2 separate regions of the Anas platyrhynchos genome follow, and region 1 is linked to region 2. The links are chromatin contacts, called in public Hi-C maps. All regions are on one chromosome and are shown on one strand. The core of a region is the stretch at or near the end of the contact, and the rest is flanking DNA. Distances in the headings are between cores, read along the strand shown. Region 1 holds the start of GLCCI1 (glucocorticoid induced 1). Region 2 overlaps GLCCI1 (glucocorticoid induced 1).

Evidence for each region. A called contact is a pair of places that touch in the nucleus more often than the background predicts.
Region 1: a contact with region 2 is called in a Hi-C map of subcutaneous adipose tissue, with 2.1 times the contacts expected there. The contact joins the promoter of GLCCI1 here to the enhancer-like site in region 2. A contact is called at or near these places in 3 of 8 Hi-C or Micro-C datasets (skeletal muscle and subcutaneous adipose tissue).

What each region holds. Positions count from the first base shown.
Region 1 is chr2:132,798,927-132,801,877 of IASCAAS_PekinDuck_T2T, forward strand. GLCCI1 (glucocorticoid induced 1) reads right to left here and starts at 1,300. Exons shown (of 8, transcript XM_038173703.2): 1 at 436-1,300. The coding sequence starts at 889.
Region 2 is chr2:132,753,929-132,756,705 of IASCAAS_PekinDuck_T2T, forward strand. GLCCI1 (glucocorticoid induced 1) reads right to left here. Exons shown (of 8, transcript XM_038173703.2): 6 at 1-88. Among named protein-coding and RNA genes, the nearest start is that of GLCCI1, 45 kb to the right of the region's middle. Within about 2 kb of position 1,498, at least 2 of the 8 cell types and tissues checked have an H3K27ac peak or open chromatin away from gene starts, as enhancers often do. A contact at or near this core is called in subcutaneous adipose tissue, where this site is marked.

The DNA of each region.
Region 1 (2,951 bases), core at 50-2,549, 45 kb after region 2:
GAGGCAGGCGGCGTTATTTGCTTTTAAGCACTTCAAGATGGGATATTTTTTTTTTGGTTTTGTTTTAGAGGCTGTGTTTGAAAACATTACATAATTTTAACCTTAAGACTTTAAAAAAAAAAAAAAAAGAAGGGGAGGGGGAGGGAAGCAAGTCCTTCAGAAAGCAAACCCCACAGCAGCACAGAGCGCACGGGGTTTGCTTTGGCACCCATCTGAGCCCCTGGGCACCACACCTGGGGTCTGCCCGTGCCCCTACCCCCACAGCCCGGCTCTGGGGAGGGGGACACAGCGGGGACAGGGGCTGTCCCACCCCCCTCGGGTGTCTCTCCAGGGCTGTGGGGTGACATTTGGGATCTCGCACCCCCCTCCCACGGTCGGGGGGGGACGTATGGGGGTGCGGGACGAGGCTCTTTCCCTGCCTCCCCCCCGCGTTACCTCGGTACACCGGGGAGCTGGGGCTGCGCCTCTCCGGGGAGCTGCTCCTCCTGCTGCTGCTGCCGCCGCTGTCGGGCGAGCGCCGCTGCCGCCCCTTCGCCCTGCCCGGCTCCAGCGGCGGCGTGGCGCTGGGCGCCGGGGGGGGGCTGCCGCTGCCACCGCCGCCTCGGCCCCCCCCCGGGCCGGTGCCGCTGCCCGCCGAGGCGGAGGGGGAGCGGGTCGGGCTGCGCTGGCCGCCCCGCAGCAGCTGGTAGGGCACGGTGGCTCGGATGGGCTGCAGCAGCCGGCCGGGCCCCGCCGCGCACCCCCCGCAGCCGCCGCCGCCGTTACCGGGGCCGCCCCCGGCCGTGCCGCTGGCGGCGGTGGGGGAGCCGGCGGCGCCGCGCCTCATCCTCTGCGCCGGGGGCTGGTGGTGGGACGGGGGCGTCTGCGAGGAGCTGGACGACGAGGACATGGCGGGGCGGCGGCGGGGGGGGACCGAGGGGGGTCCCCAGAGCCCCGCATGCACCGGCCGCGGGGTGCGGGGGGAGGAGGGGTCGGAGGGGGGGGGGAACGGGACGGGGCTGCACGGGACGGGACGGGCGCTCCGCGGCCCGAGGGAGGCTCCGCGCAGGCTGCCCCCGGCGCTTCCTATCGGCGACGGCGGCTGCTCCCGCGCCGGGCTCCGGCCATCGCTGCCCGCCCCAGCGTCGTGGGCACCGGGGGCGCTGCCGAGCCCCGCGGCCGCTCACATCGTACGGCTCCAGGCGGGAGGGGGTGGGGACGCGTCCGCGGCCAGCTCCTGCCCCCGCCGGCGCCCGGGAGCAGCGGCCACCACCACCCGCTCCCCGCGCCGCCCCGCCGCCCAATGGCACCGCGCCGCCCCGCCGCACGGCCGCCACGGGCAGGGGCGGGCAGCACGCGCGCCCATTGGCCGGCGCCGCAGCCACAGCGCCGGTCCCATTGCCTGGAGGAGCCGTCGCTCTTCTCTCTCAGCCAATGGCGAGGCGCGGGGCGGGGCCTGCGGGGGGAAGGCGGGCGGAGGGAAGTGGGATGTGGCGGCGCTGAGGGGAGGCTGGCAGTGGGCGGTGGGAGGGGGCGGGGAGGGGAGGGGGCAGCTTTCATCGCCGTCCCCGGGGGGGGGGGGGGGGTTAAAGATGGCGGACCCCGCGGCGTGTGGGGGCAGCCCCCGGTGGGCAGCTCGGCAGGGCCCAGGGGGAACCGACCCGATTCGAGCTGTGGAGAGCAGAGCCGAGCTACGGGGGGCTCCGCCGCTCCCCACACTTGCAGGAACAGATCTTAAGTTACCTGCAACAAAGTTTGCTCACGTCGAGCCTGTGTGGGTGTGCTGAGCCCTCACAGCCAGCTCCTGCTGGAAAGCATTCCTCAGGTTCTAATTAAATGTGGTCTCATTTCGCGTTACGTTTACATGAAATCTTATTTTTTTTCCTAACATACACCAAAAAACAGTTTTCAGGGAGTGAAGGGGAAAATAAGTTCCACAGCAGCATTAAGGAAAGAGCTTTTGTTCCCCCACTAGATGAATTGGTAACACAGGACAACGGGACAGAAAGAAAATAAAGATTAAGACGAGTAGCTTAATAGCTAGGAAAAAATAAATGGCTATGAGATCAGGAAGATGAGCAGAGTCCATCAAGAGAGCAGTGTTTACGCTGAATTCGATGTGAATAGGATGTTAATGGAAGGGAAACACAGTGAATCTTGCTTCTTGGAGGAAGCCAGCCTAGTGCGATGGCCTCTCAGACCTAAAATGAGGGCTTTAAGAGAACAAAAAGGGCGTAGAAGAGAGGTATCATTAGAATGGGTGACGATTAAAAAGTTATAGTCTATTTGATATAGCTTTAGAGTCAATCAGTAATTAAGTAATAGTGTCACAGAATTAATGATATCCCACGTACTGTTTTCAATTATATAATACACACTCATCATTGTCTTTACCACACTAAAGACTACCATCCTTATTCTCTACTTCCAAAGCTGTCTGTACCTATCCTTATCCTCTGGTAGCCCAGGCACCAGTCGATAGTCCTAATGCGAAACTGTATTCTAGGAAAATGCATCTATTCATGGGCTGCTAATGAGACTTTGTTTGCACTAGCATCATGTGATGCAGTCACCACGGTTATGTTACAGAAAGGGTAGAAATAATACACCTCACATCCACACGAACGTGTGCTCAGGCAACAGAGCCACTTGTATAAATTAATTTTAAGAAAAGTCATCAACCATATATTTTTCCATTAGTCCAGTCTTCTGCTAGCACAAGCCAACTTTGCTTGTATAACTGCAGCGTGGAGACGTTTTTTCCCCTAGGATTTTGCACTGTGCTTAATCACAGCTTATGAAGTCTATCTAGTTTGTTTTTTCTACTTCACTGCACTGGAATCAAAATGGCTGGGAAGCATTCACCTGTAGAAGCAGTCTGCGCGCACTAGTATTTTAAACAGTAAGCACATTTTTCTCTATCTGTAACTTTGTCAGATAACATTGCTGATACAGTAATGTCTTACAGAGCA
Region 2 (2,777 bases), core at 248-2,747:
ATGGAGTCTGAGTGTCAATGCTTCGTGTACTACTACTACGATAGTGAGCAGGTAACGGGGCCCTTCGACCATCGGGGATATCCAAAGGCTGCAAGAAAAAGAAGCAATTCAGGTTACAGAGAAAAGATCCAACTTCCAAGTAATGTCAGCCTGCAGCACTCATAGCTGAAGCAATAAGGCAAGGCCTTAAGAACAGCAAACAAATCAGGTTTGAAAGAACATTAATGTAATGTAAAACGGACACAACTATCATAAATTATGCTCAATGCTGGGATCATATGCAGATGTTCCCAGCCAACTATATCCTCTTATGCAAAGTTAACAATAGAACACACTTCAATATTTATCTACACACAGTAGTGTTATCAGAAAAATGCTAAAACAGGTATTTCAGGAAGCAACTTCCCTCACACACACTTGACAAATAGGCCTTGTACGTAATTGTACTTAGTAGTACAATCTTCAATACAGGTCACTTGTTACAAAGCAAAAACAAGTACTCTGATACCACATTTGGAAAAAACAAAAAGCAGAAAACAAAATACAACAGCATGTTATTGCCATAACAAACTGAATTACTGTTACAAATTAAACTATTCAAGCTTTGCTAGTAGGCAGTAATCCTCTAACACACCTGTACTCTTCATCCTTCACTTTCGTAGGCAACCTCTGATAAATTGAGAACTAAGCAGAAGTACAAGCTTATATAAGGTTCACCAGCTTTGTTCTGAACCTAAGATAGCAAGCAGTGCCTGCTCACAGCAGTCTAGTTGGCACTGGCAAGAGTGATCTTGCATCCTAGTCTGCAACATACTGCACAGACATGTTCACTGTAGTAGGTTGGTACACCCTACTTCTTGCTCCCTGTGGGAAAATTAGTTTTATCATGAAGACAGCACTACTTTTTTTTTTTTTTTTTTTGAAAGAAAGAGTATTAGAGTTCCAGTTAAAAGTGAAGGAGTAAAAATACCTCCAAGATTTAAAATAATAGTTTTATCCTCACTTCAGTGAGGATTTTATTCAAGCCATAGAGAACAGATTAAGTGTTCTAGCTGCAAGAATCCTTTTTTCCTTTTCACATCAAGTGAAGATTTTTATTTTATTGTTTTCTTTTTTTTCCATTCATGCCAAAATCAGAACAGCCCATTCTAGAGCTTAAAATTCAGCCCAAATATTTCACAAGAGTACACTGTCCAAGTATCACATTCTCCTCTCTTCAGCAATAGTCTGTCCAGAAAACCACCCCATACTACACAAAGAGGCAGACACAGTAAAGTCAGAGGAGCCTTCCCTTCTTATGAGCCTTCCAGTTAACAGCATTTCACATTTCATTTAAAAGCAAAGTAACACGCTATAAAGAGAACATTACAGTTGCTACATCAAGTGCTCAGAAGTTTGGACAAGGCTGTGTAGTCTGTTCCAACAGTTCTGCTCACATTGCATATGCGTTACAACACGACTACGTGTTGCTCTTCCCATCACCCCCAACAGGCCATGACTCATTCAATGCACAAGATAGACCTAAAGCATTATATCATTTGTTACACAGACCGAGGAGAGGTAGAAAACAAGACTGAAGCTGTAGAAAGGAAACAGTCTTGCAATTAACATAACCAAAAAATAACTGCCATGTAGAACAGTATTCTATCTCTGTCTCTCACAAAAATTTTACAAGATGCCAGGAAGTCATCTGAAGCAACCCTTCTCTTTTATGGGAGCCCAGTCTGTATAGGACCGGGTCTGCAAAAGCCTTCCTCATTCACAGATGAGGAAGGAAACCACGGGAGCTGCACTTTAAACTCTGAAAATGACATTCAGTACCCTGAATTACCTGAAGAATCACATTATAGAAGAAGCCTGATGGATTTGTGTTTCTCCATCCATAAAGTGCAGATATCATCCTTCTCACACAGGTGAGATGAGAAGAGAACGATATTTCAGAGACACTATTACATAGAAACAAAAACCCAGGAAGAAATATAGATTTTTGACTTCAAAGCAAGGTTTAATAGTGAGCATTAGGACACATCTAACAGGGAGAAAAAAACATTGAACAGCTACTCATTAAGTGCACACACTCTACATAACAGGTAAACCAAGGATTCCAGGCAGGAAAAAAAAAAAAAGGTAAGCACATAATTCAGGACTTCAGTATAACACAGATGTTCTTCAACACCTGTAGAAACAGCGTGGTCTTATGTAGTCAGGAAGTATATTCCAAATCACTTACTTCAGCCTCCACTGAATTAAAACTTAAGGTATAGAAAGTAATCTGTATTTTCAAGTATGCCTCTATATACAAGTGGAAAAAGCTGACTATTTATCACTCTTTCCAAGTAGAATAACTTAATACATAGAAAGCACCTACAAGTACTTCAGATTATTGTGCTTCTGTATATTTCTTCCCCTTCACACTGAATCCAGGTTTTGACAAGAGCAAAACCCTTCATGAAAATATCAGCTAGATACTATTCCACTTCTTAAAACTTATGAATCAAACCTGATCAACATAAAAAAAAATACTGGTTACTTTCCATGAGTCATTCCTAAACTATTCTAAAAACTGAAGCCCTCACAACATTAAAGCACAAGAAATAGGGTAGCTAATTCAGTACAGCTGTTATTAGTTTTCATAATGCTCAATGCATGGAAAATGACTGGAAATTACTGCATTCTGTATACTGTATTTTTTTTTGTAAAAGACTCCAGTCATGTACTAACTTTATGCCAAATGCATTCCGACAAGACACCAGTCAACCACTATGGGACAGTACGTT